Linked DNA regions of Sus scrofa: all the other regions are linked to region 2. Evidence: chromatin contacts called from public HiChIP or PLAC-seq and promoter capture Hi-C data. All regions are on one chromosome and are shown on one strand. Each heading gives the region's core, a stretch centred on a gene start, on an enhancer-like site or on the middle of the called end of the contact. The rest is flanking DNA. Distances are from core to core; before and after follow the strand shown. Region 1 holds the start of MOSPD3 (motile sperm domain containing 3). Region 2 holds the start of AP4M1 (AP-4 complex subunit mu-1). Region 3 holds the start of UFSP1 (inactive Ufm1-specific protease 1).

The links. Promoter capture Hi-C pulls out the DNA fragments that hold promoters and counts their contacts. HiChIP or PLAC-seq counts read pairs in DNA pulled down with a chosen protein or histone mark.
Region 1: a contact with region 2 is called in an H3K27ac HiChIP or PLAC-seq map of alveolar macrophages. The contact joins the promoter of MOSPD3 here to the promoter of AP4M1 in region 2. A contact is called at or near these places in 2 of 2 datasets of contacts at active chromatin or transcription factors (alveolar macrophages and skeletal muscle).
Region 3: a contact with region 2 is called in a promoter capture Hi-C map of fetal liver, with 4 times the contacts expected there. The contact joins the promoter of UFSP1 here to the promoter of AP4M1 in region 2. A contact is called at or near these places in 2 of 5 promoter capture datasets (fetal liver and liver) and 1 of 47 Hi-C or Micro-C datasets (epiblast stem cells).

What each region holds. Positions count from the first base shown.
Region 1 is chr3:8,530,248-8,534,875 of Sscrofa11.1, reverse strand. MOSPD3 (motile sperm domain containing 3) reads right to left here and starts at 3,131. Exons shown (of 5, transcript NM_001195356.1): 1 at 2,872-3,131; 2 at 2,575-2,650; 3 at 2,117-2,346; 4 at 1,403-1,567; 5 at 1,048-1,281. The coding sequence starts at 3,076. The coding sequence ends at 1,250.
Region 2 is chr3:8,010,485-8,015,243 of Sscrofa11.1, reverse strand. AP4M1 (AP-4 complex subunit mu-1) reads right to left here and starts at 1,543. Exons shown (of 15, transcript XM_021086202.1): 1 at 1,348-1,543; 2 at 1,160-1,248; 3 at 648-754; 4 at 472-568; 5 at 229-339; 6 at 60-140. The coding sequence starts at 1,405. It overlaps MCM7 (DNA replication licensing factor MCM7), which reads left to right and starts at 1,197. Exons shown (of 15, transcript XM_021086193.1): 1 at 1,197-1,853; 2 at 3,019-3,098; 3 at 3,399-3,563; 4 at 3,851-3,975; 5 at 4,050-4,230; 6 at 4,525-4,662. The coding sequence starts at 1,823.
Region 3 is chr3:8,730,431-8,735,090 of Sscrofa11.1, reverse strand. It overlaps UFSP1 (inactive Ufm1-specific protease 1), which reads left to right and starts at 2,802. Exons shown (of 1, transcript XM_003354480.4): 1 at 2,802-3,820. The coding sequence starts at 3,243. The coding sequence ends at 3,671. SRRT (serrate RNA effector molecule homolog) reads right to left here. Exons shown (of 21, transcript XM_003354479.3): 19 at 4,406-4,495; 20 at 4,161-4,287; 21 at 3,887-4,077. The coding sequence ends at 4,002. It overlaps ACHE (acetylcholinesterase), which reads left to right. Exons shown (of 5, transcript XM_003354481.4): 3 at 1-466; 4 at 1,253-1,422; 5 at 2,294-2,640. The coding sequence ends at 2,415.

The sequences.
Region 1 (4,628 bases), core at 1,882-4,381, 520 kb before region 2:
AGACACAGGCTACAGAGCCATTCTCTGCTCATGATTGGGCCCACACCCCATTTGCACCAGCTCTGGCTGTGGGAAGGACAGGACTCAGGGCAGGGAGGCGGTTCCCAAGGCCCCCAAAGTAAAACTGGAACAACTGATAACCTTCCAGCAGCATAACAGACTGAGTCTGTCTTCATGTTGTCTTGTTCCCAATCAACAATCTGCCAGTGTCACTGGCTGCCCCTCCTCCTTTCCTCCCGCCTAGCCTTGCATCTGAAGGAGGGCCGGAAGCCTGCCTTTCAAGAATCCTGTTCTTTTCCTTTGCCTAAATGTCTCCTGCCTGGTTAGGCTGAGGTCATGTCGGGCAGGGCTCTTTCTCCCCCATCTTGGCAAGGACCTTAGTGCTTCTGACCCACAGGGGTCGAAGTCAAAGGAGGAGGCAACATAATAGCAGATAAAGGGGCGAAAAGGCAGACTAGGATTCTGGGGATGGGAAGCCTCCAGCAACCCTGGCAAGAGGCTCTGATGGCTCAAGATGGTGAGACCTGAGTTCTGCAGCAGGTATGATTAGATGCTATTTTTGTTTGTTTCTTTTTAGCTTAGGTGGGTTCCTTAGGGATAGGACCTAATCCCTAGGATAGGGCTAAGGGCAAATATTAAGAATCAACTTTCCCAGTTCCCTTAATTAATTAATCAATCAATTTATGCATGTATGCCACCCTTTGGCATAAAGAGTTCCTGGGCCGGGGATCTGATGCAAGCCACAGCTGTGACCTAAACGCCGGATCCTTAACCCACTGTGGTGGGCCAGGGATGGAAACTTTGTCCCAATCCCATTGTGCCACAGTGGGAACTCCCCAATTCCCTCATTTTAGAAGCAGAAACTGAAGCTCAAGAGAAATGAAATGACTTGCTCAAGGTACACTGTTCTTCTGGGGCAGCACAAGGCCTAGCACCCAGTTCTTCACTGGGCCTCTTCACGGCCCCAGGTGCCAGGTCCCCAGTGGGTAGGAAGAACTGGAGGAAAAAAAGTGGAAAGAAAGGGGACTGTTCCCTAAACGTCTTAGCTCAACTTTACAAATTTATTTTATTCAACTTGGAAATGAATACAAATCCCTGGGTTTTGTCTGTGTAGGGGTGGGGGGATGGGCAGGAGGGAGGAAGAAGGAAGCAGGCGTGGCGGCAGGGTTATGAGCATCACAGTGGCTGTCTCATGTCCACGTCCACGTCCCTGCCCGGGGAGGGGGGTGGTGGAGGTGGAGCAGGGAGCTCAGATCCGGAGGAACACCATGGTCAGGAGGCCTGGAGAGGGGAGAACAAAAGAGCAAGGTCGTATATGCAGCCGGGGGCCCTGGAGGCCCCCTTTCCAGTCCCGGCTCCCCCTCTCTGGGCCCACATCCTCTACCACCACCACTGTGCTCACCCAAGACGTAGGCTGCCACCAACTTCTGTCCCAGGGAGACGTGCAAGATTGGGGGCAGCTGGCTGCCAAGTTCATCCTGGAGCGGGAGCAGCAGGAAGGCCACCGAGACGATGCCCATCAGCAAGAAGAGGAGGAAGGAGCTGGTGGCCAGTTGCGGGTGGGGGTCTGGGAAACAAGGCCTGTCAGACGCTCCAGCCCGCACTCCTGCCCAGCCCAAGGTCCTACAGGGAGGAGGCTGAAGATGGAAGGTGTACCTACTTTTCGTTGGACACTGGAAGTGTCCTCTCCTCCCTGGAGCCTCTGTCCCCACAGCCACAAGACACCCTCTCCCCTTTGGTCCCTCATCATTCTTCCTCTCTCTTCACTCTGTCTTGAATACTGGCCCTGCTTACTGGTCTATCGGGCAGAGACCCCTGTCTCCCACACATACACAACTTGGGACGGCAGGAGTTGCTCAACCTACGCTTCTTATTGAACTGAACTTGGCTGATACATGATGGGAAGTACTGAAGTCAGAGCTAAGGGAAACATTTTTTCCCCCTCAGTGGAAGCCAGAAACCAACCTGATGTAAAATCTCAACTCCTAGGTAGGTTTCCACCAAAAAGCAAAAGACTGAACCGGAGGCCTCTTCACCTCCAACTGAGCTCATCTCTAAGATCATGCTAGGTCCTCCCTCCCTACAGAACTCTCAGAATTCCCATCCCCAAACTCACTCTCTGGGAAGTGTTGGGCCGAGGGTGGAGCGGTCCAGGAAGGGGGCCCTGGGTGGGGCGTTGGGTCAGGCTGTCCCTGAAGCTCAGGGGGGTACGTTGGGGCCCTCAGAACTGAGGTGATGTCCTTGCGCCCCACCACTCGGCCCTCTGTTCCTTCCTCAGACAGCTCAATGCGGAAGCGGTCCTGGACGTCATAGTGGCTGGGATTGGGGGCCACGTGGCGAATCACACTGGTCTCAAGAAAGGAGAGAGGCCCATTGAGGGGCCGTGATCCAAGTGGATCCAGGCCCCACCCTCCCAGGAAACTTTCCCTTAGGGACGCAGACAGAGGGGTGGGTAAAACAGATTGAAGAGGACAAGGTCTGGGACCTAAGGCCAAAGCACAGTAAATCAGAGAACTATTCTGGCAGCAACCCCTGGCTTTCATCAGCCTCTCGACCCCTCCCCTCCCAACTCACATGTCAATGCAGGATTGAGGCTTCACATATCCTTCCGCGTCAAACACTGTGTATTTGGCAGGTGCTGTGCACAGAACTGGAGGAAGAAAGCACAGAGAATGATTATTGCTTCAGGGACCCTGTACAAGCCCCGCCCATGGAGCGCCTTTGCCTCCTACCCCGCCCCCCCACCTCCGATCATCCATTCTGCCTAGGCTGGACATACGACCGTACTCATCTGACTGCTCAATCCATACAGCTCCCCAATTTTCTTCTGCCAGTCCCCAGATCCTAGCGCGAGACGCCCATCCCCTTCACCTCGGAAGCGAAGCACTGCTCCCGTGGGGTTATAGAGGGTCAGCAACTGCCGGGGGCCGCTCCGCTGGTCCGCCCTGAATACTAGATCCGGGGGAAAGACGAGGACCGGGACAACAGGTCCCGAGGGAGCAGGGGCGCCCCGGGACCCCCGCCCAGGAGCCCCCGAACCCACCAGCTCCTGGTCCTGGGGCGCCCCACGGCGCATGCAAGCTCTGGGCGGTGGAACATCCGAGGGCAGAGTTCAGGGGACGGGCCTGGAGGATAGAGCTGAGGGGCGAGAGGGGTGAAACGGAACGGGATGAGACCGTAGGGCAGGGCCTGGACTGATGCTGCCGCCGCCTCGGAATCCCGCTAGATGAGGCCCCAGAAGACAGGCCCAGCCCCCCCAAACCCTTCCCCTCTCCAGCTCTGCCTTGGGTCCCCTTAGGCCCCGCCCCCAAGCTCTACCTCGAGGGTCACGCCCACCTCGTAAACCCTGCCCCTCCCAGCTCCCTGCCGGGGCCCTTGTCTTCAGTCCGGGTTCCTGATCTCCATAAGCCCCGCCCCACTCTGCAGCATGCCCCGCCCCTTCCGGGCGTCCCTGGGCACTTGCCCAGTCTGCCCCCCCAAGACTCTACTTGCCGCAGCCGCCTCTTCCGGGGCTGTCCTTTCCGTCTTCTGTTTTCCCGAGACCTGTATTTGTGCCTCCGACCCCTCCCTGAGCTCAAGCCGACGCTTATTCGGACTTCCGCCTCCGAATGGCCGCTCTTGCTATGAAGCTCGCCTTCTGGTCACAGCACCTGCCAATCAGCTTTTGGCTGTACTAGGGCTGCCATCTTCCGGAGAGACCGTTTCACTCTTCCGCCGTACGGGCTCTGTCATTGGCCAGCGCCGCCTGGTTTCAGCCGTAAGTGCGCCCATCGGTGCACGTAAAGAGGTGATTGGCTTCATCCTAGTGACGTAAAACTTTACGAGCGTCTCTAGAATGCTAACCCTGGCATAAGCGGGGGTGGGGACCCGGGCGGGGCTGGGAATGGGTCTTTGTTCCTTCTCCCCACTCTGAGCCCGTCCGAATCACTAGAATTTACCTCCCACGAGAGAGCCCTCTTTCTCTACTATCCCAGGTCCTCCTAGAAGCCTTCGCAGCAACAAAAACCGTTTGCTACAGAACTAGTTGGAAGTAGCTCCCAGTTGGACTGGGATCTCAGCCCAAGGTTCTTCTGATTCCTTCCTGCACGGAACTCACTCGGAAATCACTTATATTTGCTACTTGCTGAATTAAGAGTCAGCCTTGCTACTTACGTCATCCCACCGAATCTTCAACTCCCTTCGCAGAGGAGGAAACAGCTTCAACAAGGTGAAGAATCTTGCCCCAGGCCACACCTTTGGTTAGCAGCAGTGGAGCAAAACAAAGTTATCTTATCTGAAACCCTTCTCTGAGCGCCCTATCAAATGTAGAATCTCCCTTTGCCTGTCCTTTTGTCACGCTTTTGTTTTCTTCACAGCACTCATAGAGCTACTTGATAGCATGTTTTAGTTTATCGCTGCTCCTGTAGAATGTACCTTGCTCTCTACAACAGTAGGGACTTTGTTTTGTTTTATTTTCAGCACCTAAAACATGTGGAGTGAACAATGAATGAGTGACTAGGATGAGCTTGAGCAGAGGTCTGATTGAAGTTTGGAAGCACGACACATGTCTGTGGAAGAGAATTCCAGATGGAACTGCAAAGGCAAACGCCGGAAGTAAATGTGTACTAGATAGAAATGGTCAAGGAACC
Region 2 (4,759 bases), core at 294-2,793:
GATGGAAAGACAAGCTGGGCTCCGGGACTCTGATCTGCACCCGTCAACCCCACCCTTACCTGGTCAGAGCGGCTGGACAGGACAGGGCGGCTGGCTGCACTGCTGGGGGCCACTTTGCTCTGTTGTGTCTCGGCCCCAAACTGGAAAGCACCCAAAGCAATCAATCCTCAGGTCCGACACTCCCCACCAACCCTCATCCATGCTGGCCTCCTCTGTCCCTTGACTGACCAAGCCAACACTGCTGAGGTCAAAGAGGCTGAAGGGCTTGCTGACCACGGCCTCCGTCTGGATGAAGTTCCTCAGCATCTCCATGGATGTGGTCTGTACGTAGCCATAGTCCTGCGGGCAGAGGAAGGACATTTTTTGGGTGGTCAGTGGGGCGAAGGGGTGAAAATGAGTGGACTTGGTCTCCCAACCACGGGATGTATCTTCAGAGAATAGGGGACAGGGAAGGACGTTCTCAGACCTCACCAGCACTTCATCCAGGAGTTCGTAGACCAGAGCCACGTTGCGGGAGATGGTCCCCTCGCCCAGGGAGCCACAGTAATCTCCCAGGAGAGTGGCTAGCCTGCAGAAACACAATGGAGTGTGCATATCGGCCTCCTCTCCCACCCCCACGCCCATGTGCCCAGCCCTGTCCTCCTCACCGGGAGAGCAGCTCTAGGAGGCTGAAGGGAGAAATGTTCTCTGAAGTCGTGGCCACCAAATAGAGGCCGTTGTGTCTGATGTGAATAAAATGACGGTCATCGTGGTGCTGAGGTAGAGGCAGGGGGAAAAGCATTAGGAAACGAGAGTTGTAATGATTCCTGGCCTGTGAGACAGGCTAGTATCCGGATTCCCCTACTTACTAGCAACGTGATTTGGGGCCACATATGAAACCTCCCTAGAGCCCAGCTTCCTATTGTGTAAATGGTATTAATAACAGTACCAACTAACTGAGTAGCTGAGGACAGAGATGTGTAAGGAACTGTGCCTGGAACACGGTTGCTGCTCAATAAACTGCCATTAACATTTGGACTACTGCACTTCCCAAGTAGAAGCTCTCAGGGAAAGAGCCCTGGGAAGATCCCCGCACTGCCCTCCCCACCCCAGCCCCCGCCGCCTCGGAGCGCTGAGCGCATCCCTTCCACCACCACCCCCCACCCCCGCCAGTGGTTACCATGACAACAGGAGACTCGTCTCCGGGCAGTCCCGTCAGCTTCCGGTAGAAGAGCTCTGCCACATCCCGGCCGCCGCTGTCTCCGCGGACTGACGGGATAGAAGAACAGCTAAGGAGCCAGCGACACTGGCTAGCTCGGAGGCACCAGTCCCACCCAGCCCCAACCCCGCCCCGCAAGCCAAGGATACAGTCCTTGTAGATGAGCGGGTCCCCCTTGGAGGACAGAATGAAGAACTGGGAAATCATGGCCGTTCTGGAGGGTAGACCAGGAGGCAGCGAAAAGTTGGGCCTGCCCCGCCCTGCGGCCCCGGAACAAAAGGACGGGAATGGGCTGGCCCTTTAAGAGGGCTTCTCCTCCGACCGCGGGAAACCTGGCGCCTGCCCCGCCTCGCTCAGCCTTTCCCTCTCAGTACCCGCGCCATTTCCCCGTCAGTCACCCCAGGTTCTCCCGGTGATTGGTTGACGCTGGGGCCTGTGGCGAGTGGGCGGGGCGGAGGACCTCCTCTCTGATTGGCCCGCACACAGCGGCGCTGGTCACATGGGGGGCGACGTTTCGCGCCAATTTCGGTTGGTCGGCTGCGGACCACGGCGCAGACGGTTTTTGCTGCCCAGGCAGTGAGAGGTCTGAGCCCGCCAACTGCTGCCGCGCAGCCCTGGGCAGCAATGGCACTTAAGGACTACGCTCTCGAGAAAGGTGAGGGTCTGCAAGCGTGGGAGGGGCGTCCTGCGCGGAAAGGTTCCTGACCAACACCTGTTGGTGGTGGGTTGGGTTCCTGAGGGGCCTGGCCCGGAGCGCAAGGTCAACGGTAGGGTCGGGAAGCGTCGGGGCTGAGGCCTACGGTAACTGGGAGGCGTACGAGGCGCCAGGGTCGGGGAAGAGCTGGTAACCGGGTCCGGGAAAGGAGTGGGTATCGTGGGGTGGGGGGCGGACACCCCGGCTGGAGGCTCCAGAAGGAACGGTCGCGCCTTAGACCAAGGCTTCCAGGGGCCGTAAGGTTCAGGGTCTGGCACCCGCGGGCCCGCTTCCTTCCACGGTCTTAGGCACTCAAGAGTAGCCGCGTCCTCCCGCGACGCGCCGAAGCCCCGGGGGCGGGCAGGCCTGAGCCGCTGCGCGCCGGGATTGGTCGCGTCAGGCTAACCTCCAAGCGGAAGTGAAGGCGAGCGGAAGTTGCGCGACACCGCTGGAGGGTGTCGTGTGTAAACAGTGTCCTTCCGCGCGGTGGCCGCGGAGAGAACTACTGAGGATGGGGGCGTGCCTGGGATGGGGGAGTTTAGAGGAAGACCGAGGGAAGAAGTGGTGGGGTGGGACGGAGTGGCCCTCGAGGAGCTGGCCAATCGCTGGACGGTCTCCCGCCCTGAGCGGAGGAATCCCGGGCTGTGAGGCGGCGGCATCATCTGGGCCCATGTGCTTCTTTGTTTACTAAGAGCGGAAGCAGTGGCGGGAGAGGGGGTGGGGCGGAGGACGGGCCTGGTGGCGGAGGTCCCGGTGAGAGCGGCGATTTAGGAGACAGAAAGAAAAGGGGAAGCGTTCGCGCGGAAGAAAAGCTGAGAGTCTTGAGATCTGGGTGTGTTGCCAGGTGTGGGAGGCCCTTGGAAAAGGGTTCCGAGATTTCTAACTAAGGCTGAGAGTGGAATTCCCTTGGGGGGTGGGTGTTGGGTAATATTCGCAACTGCCAGGGGTCCCTCTGCTCCCCCAGATAAAAACGGACTTGGAAAAGGAGTTTGTAGGTTTGTTTAAATAAATCTTCATTTATCTAATTAGTTCAGAGATCTCATTTTAAGTGAAAGTGAATCAGAGGAGTTTGGAGTAAGGTATCTGAAGAAAGATTGATCGTCACGATTTTACACTTTCCTTGTAGAAAAAGTGAAGAAGTTTCTACAGGAGTTTTACCAAGATGACGAACTTGGCAAGAAGCAGTTCAAGTATGGGAACCAGTTGGTAAGTCTAAGGTTAGGTAGAAGAAATGGGATGGTGGCTTAAGGAGCTACTAAGAAGTGGCCTGACTTGTTTTAGCAAGGCTGTTTTTCTCTTTAAGTGACAAGTTTAGCATCATACCTGTTAACAGTACTATATTCACAATAATTAAGGTATTTTTAGGAGTTAACTGAGAGGTGAGTATTTTTTCTGTCTCACAGTGCTCTTTCTGTCCTTTGGAGGCTTGGTAACTTGTGTGTTGAGCCACAGTGATGGGTTCTTGCCTGTGAACTTGGCTCTGTTGCCGTCTCCCCCCACCCCCAGGTTCGATTGGCTCATCGGGAGCAAGTGGCAATGTACATAGACCTAGACGACGTCACTGAGGATGATCCTGAGTTGGTGGACTCCATTTGTGAGAACACCAAGCGCTATGCCAGGCTCTTCGCTGATGCTGTGCAAGAGCTGCTGCCTCAGTACAAGGAGAGGGAGGTGAGGAAAATGCAGGGCAAGAAACTTAGGTTTCTGTTGAGAAGCTACTCGGGTATTTTCTTCTATTGCTGTTGTTAGGCCCTGACACAGCATGTGGAAGTTCCCATGCCAGGCATCCAACCTGAGCCACAGCAGCAGCAACGCTGAATCCTTAACCCATTGTGCCACAAGAGAACTCAGGTATTTTCTGAGCTGGCAAAAAGGGTGGTGATTGCTGCCTGGAGCCTTTTATGCTGTCTCCTTTCCCTATCTTACCACTTAGTTTTCTTATTTTCCTATCCTTTCAGGTGGTAAATAAAGATGTCCTGGATGTTTACATTGAGCACCGGCTGATGATGGAGCAGCGCAGCCGGGACCCAGGGGCAGCCCGGAGTCCCCAAAACCAGTACCCTCCTGAACTGATGCGCAGATTGTGAGTGGGCTCAGGGGGAAGTATGTGGGGGTTTGATCCCCAGCACCTTGCTCATCACTTTCTTCCCCCTTTAGCGAGCTGTATTTTCAAGGCCCGAGCAGTAGCAAACCTCGTGTGATCCGTGAAGTACGGGCTGACTCTGTGGGGAAATTGGTAACTGTGCGTGGAATTGTCACTCGCGTTTCTGAAGTCAAACCCAGAATGGTGGTGGCCACTTACACTTGTGACCAGTGTGGGGCAGAGACCTACCAGCCGGTATGTATAGAGCAAAGAATGGGAATGTGTTTACTTTTGTCAGCGGTTTTTGTATGAATTAATTTGTTTTGTGATGATTATATGTTGTCATTACTGGTCTGTTAATTGTAAAACACACCTGTGTGTTTTCATTCTTTTTCCAGCATGGGATGGCCTTTCCATCCATTCTGTGTTCTTGGTGTACTCAGCAATCCCATGTTTTCTATCACAGAGAAGAAACGTCATTTAGGTGACTAACTCTAAGGAGCCCTTTTTTTTCTCATTTCCTCTGGTGCTTTGTTTTTTGTATCCTAGATCCAGTCTCCCACTTTCATGCCTCTGATCATGTGCCCAAGCCAGGAGTGCCAGACCAACCGCTCAGGAGGGCGACTGTATCTTCAGACACGTGGCTCCAAATTCATCAAATTCCAGGAGATGAAGATGCAAGAACATGTGAGTTTGGGGGATGTGGTCTGGGGCTCAGGGAAGGGGGAGCTTGGGAGTCCGTTTGATTCTTGTAGTCGTTCAGAAGCATAAGAAAGAAAGTAGA
Region 3 (4,660 bases), core at 1,553-4,052, 720 kb before region 2:
AGGATGAGGGCTCCTATTTTCTGGTTTACGGGGCCCCAGGCTTCAGCAAAGACAACGAGTCTCTCATCAGCCGGGCCCAGTTCCTGGCCGGGGTGCGGGTCGGGGTCCCCCAGGCAAGCGACCTGGCTGCCGAGGCTGTGGTCCTGCATTACACAGACTGGCTACACCCTGAGGACCCAGCACGCCTGAGGGAGGCCATGAGTGATTTGGTGGGCGACCACAACGTCGTGTGCCCCGTGGCCCAGCTGGCTGGGCGACTGGCCGCCCAGGGCGCCAGAGTCTATGCCTACGTCTTTGAACACCGAGCATCCACACTCTCCTGGCCCCTCTGGATGGGGGTGCCCCACGGCTACGAGATCGAGTTCATCTTCGGGCTCCCCTTGGAACCCTCGCTAAACTACACCGTCGAGGAGAGAACCTTTGCCCAGCGACTGATGAGATACTGGGCCAACTTCGCCCGCACAGGGTCAGCGGTACTGAGGGGAGGAAGGCCCCCAGGAACCTGGGAGGCAAGGGGAGGGGACAGACAGACAGAGAAAGAGGCAGAAAAGCAGAGCAGACAGGAAGGGCTGGGCGGGGGACAAGTTCAGAAAGGAAGGGAGACAAAGGGGGAGAGAGAATGACAAAGGAGACCTCAAGAGAAGGGGAGGGGGGAGGCAGTGGCACATCCTGATGAGACAGGGACAGAACCGAGGGAGGTGAAGAGAAGAGACAGACAAGGACAAAGGAGTTACCGTCGCAGTTAGGAGCTGAAGTGTAGAACTGGATCAGTTGGACTGGTGGTGATTTTATTAGCTGTGACATGTGTGCGCGCACGCAGACAGCTTACCTGTCTGAAGAAGGGGACCATAAATTCAGCATCATACGGGTGTTGGCAGAAGTAAATATGACGTTTGTAGAGAGAGGACCAGGCCTGTTTATATAGTAAAGGGCTCAATAAATCAGCAATTTTTTTTTTTTTTTTTTTTTTTAATGGGAGAAACAAAGATGGAGCAGTAAAACTGAGGGAAAAGAAGAGGAACAGCAGAAAGAGGGAAGGCAGGAGGAAGGGGAAGACTCCAGGCAACAGGGACTGTTGGAAAAGAGAAAGGATTAAGGAGGCGGTGGGAGGGAGGGGATGAGGCTCTCCCTGGAGCCTAAGAGGGCACGGGGTCAGGAAGCAGCCTGCCTCCCCCTACTCTCCATCTCCATTCCGCAGGCCCCAGGGAGGGGCTGGCTTGCCTGAGGCCGAACCTTCTCTTTCCTTCCGCAGGGACCCCAATGACCCCTGGGATTCCAAAGCCCCGCAGTGGCCCCCGTACACGGCGGGAGCGCAGCAGTACGTGAGCCTGAACCTGCGGCCGCTGGAGGTGCGACGCGGGCTGCGTGCCCAGGCCTGCGCCTTCTGGAACCGCTTCCTACCCAAATTGCTCAGCGCCACAGGTACGCAGAAGCCCGCAGGCAGGGCTGGGCGGAGGAACGGGAAAGGGGCGCGGAGAGAGAGAGGGGTGCGGGAGCCGGCAGGGTATAACCCCTCTCTTCTCCCCCCAGCCTCGGAGGCCCCCTGCACCTGCTCAGGCCCCGCCCACGGGGAGGCTGCCCCGAGGCCCAGGCCCGGCCTCCCCCTATCCCTCCTCCTCCTCTTCCTCTCCCGGTTCCTGCGGCTGTGACCATGGCCTCTTCCCCCTCCGGCCTCAGGGGGCCCCTCCTCTAAAGAGTGGTCGGACCGTGGGGAAGGGCCCCACTCAGGGATCTCCGACCCAGCGCCCCCTCCCTCCTCAAACCGAGAAACTCAAACTGGACAGGGCTGGGGGGCTGGAGAGGACCGGTGACCCATCTCAGGGACCCACACGCCTTCGTTGTCTAAGTGGAAATGAAAAAGCCAATTTTCTTTTTTATATAAAATTATTCTTTGGAGCCTGAGCTTGGTGTTGGGGAGAGAGTGAGGCCCTGGGGCTAGATAGCACCACACAGTGGGGCTATAACCGCCAACCATTTCTGTCTCTTCTCTTTTCCCCACCAACCCACGGATCCTCCTCCTCTGACCCCTTCTGTGCCCGTCTTCCGGTCATTTTCTCCCCCTCCCTCCTCCTTCCCGCCATCCTTCTCCGGCCCCGCCTCTATCCTTGTCCTCTTTCTGGTCTTCCGTCTTCCCTCTTTCGCATATTCTCCTGATCCTCTTTCCACCATCCCACATGGCCTCCTACATTCTCCGTGTGTCCTCCCCGAACTGCCCCCCACCCACCCCCGCACGTCCATTCCCTTCCTTTCCATTGTCCTCCCCGCACCCACTTGCCGGGCGCCCTGGCCGCAGACACGCTGGACGAGGCGGAGCGCCAGTGGAAGGCCGAGTTCCACCGCTGGAGCTCCTACATGGTGCACTGGAAGAACCAGTTTGACCATTACAGCAAGCAGGATCGCTGCTCAGACCTGTGATCCAGGCGGGACCCCACGTCCCTCTGCCCTGCCCGCCTCGCCCAGCCCCCCCAGCTGTATATACTATTTATTTAAGGGCTGGGATATAACAGAGAGGATTCCTAGACCCTGCCCACCCACCTTTCCCCTGGGGCTCCCCGCCCTCTGCATGTCTCGGGCCGAGCCCCCTCCCCCACGGTGCCTTCGCCCCTCTGGGCTGCCAATAAACTGTTATCAGCCACAGAAGTGTGCGCGACTGGGGCTGGGATCTGGGAAGAAAGCCTCAACCACCGGGTGAATGGAAGCGTGGGTGCGAAAGCCGGTGGGACGGATTGATCGCTGGCGTGGGAGGGGGGGCCGGCGCCCGCCCCGCGAGGCGGAGCTCGCGCCTGCGCGGTGACGCCGGCGACGCGGCGGTGCATTGTGGGAGCCCCGCGGCTCGGCCTCGACGTTAAGGGGCGGCCTCTCTCTCCGCTGCTACGTGGGGCCCGCACGCCGAGTCTGCCCGCAGCTGGCTCGAGCCTCGGGGCCGAGAGGACGCGCTGGAGCCCGGAGTTCGCTTCGCGCCGCACGGAGACCGCACCTGCCCGGCCCAGCGACCACCGCGCCCACCCACCGCCCTGGAGCCGCTGAAGGATGTCCACTTGGGCCTGGACCCGCCCGCCCGCGGCCCCGCTCGCCTGGCTCTCCTCTCGGGCCATTACCTCTATTACCACTACGGCTGCGACGGCCTGGATGACCGGGGCTGGGGCTGCGGTTACCGCACTCTGCAGACTTTGTGCTCGTGGCCAGAGGGCCGGCCGACGGGGGTACCCGGGCTGGCTGCCGTGCAGGCGGCCCTGGAGGACATGGGAGACAAGCCACCCGGCTTCCGGGGCTCTCGGAGCTGGATCGGGTGTGTAGAGGCCAGCCTCTGCCTGGATCATTTCGGGGGGCCTCAGGGGCGCCTATGCCACGTGCCCCGTGGAGCAGGGCTTCAGGGGGAGCTGGAGAGGCTCTACTCTCACTTTGCAGGAGGCGGGGGGCCTGTAATGGTTGGCGGGGATGCAGATGCCCAGGCCAAGGCCTTGTTGGGAGTGTGCCTGGGGCCAGGCACAGAAGCCTATGTCCTGGTATTGGACCCTCACTGCTGGGGTGCTCCGAAAAACCCCAGTGAATTACAGGCTGCTGGGTGGGTGGGCTGGCAAGAGGTAAGCACAGCCTTTGACCCCAACTCCTTCTACAACCTGTGCTTGACCAGCTGTAACTCGGAAAAGCAGCGAAATGCCTTGGACTGAGGCTAAGATCCCAGAACCAAAACATCTCTAGTTCCATATACACTCACCTACCCCCAACTCAAAGGCAGAGGCTGCCTGACATCAGGCCCCCAGGAAGTCCCAGCAAAACCTGGGACCTTTGGTGTCAATAAAGTGGCAAGGCCCAGCTACCCATGGCCCCAGTCAATCTTTGGGAGAATGTGGGGAGGTGTATATTATACACTAAGTAAAGAGTGTGACCGTGGAAGTGCTTTTATCGGCAGTAAGGCTGAACGTACAAAAACTTCTCAGAGTTGGATGGGACAAAGCAGTCATATTTGTAGATGATACCAGGAGTGAGGAAAAGATGGCTCAAAAGAAATCCACGTCGTCTGGAGCATCCAGGTCACGGTATTCCACAATGGCCCGTGGGTCTCCACGGACCATCCTTTGAGATAAGAAAGAGGTAAGATAGGATGATGAGAGCTGACCCCAAAAGGGAGCAAGAATATTTAGGCAGCCCATTCTCACCTGTTTCGAGGTTTCCCAGGATAACCTCCCTGGCCTCGGAAGGCATCATAGTTCCCTCGGCCAGCACCATAGGGAGCATGGGGGTACGGAGGCCCTCCTGTGGGGACTGCAGGGCGAACGGCACCAGCTATGAAAAACATCAATGTTGAGCTGAAAAACCGTGACCTCAACTACATCCTAGCTAAGTTTTCTTTCTCTCGGCCCCTCACCATCATCAAGTCCTTTTGACTCCCTCTTACACTTACCTCCATAGCCCAAGATGGGGGGCCGAGGCTGACCATAGGGCATCAGGCCCTGGGGAGTCTGGTGCGGGTAGGGGAGTCCCGGAGTCAGGCCTGGGGGGAGTACAACACGGACAGGAACATGAATTACTGCGGGGGGGGGGGGGACAACTGCTTTTTAGTGATTTGGCTCGAGAATGGGAGGAGACTTTTCAGGTATGACACGTTAAAGAGAACCGGGAGTCTCAATAGTCAAGGAACAGGGGATGTGGCTGACCC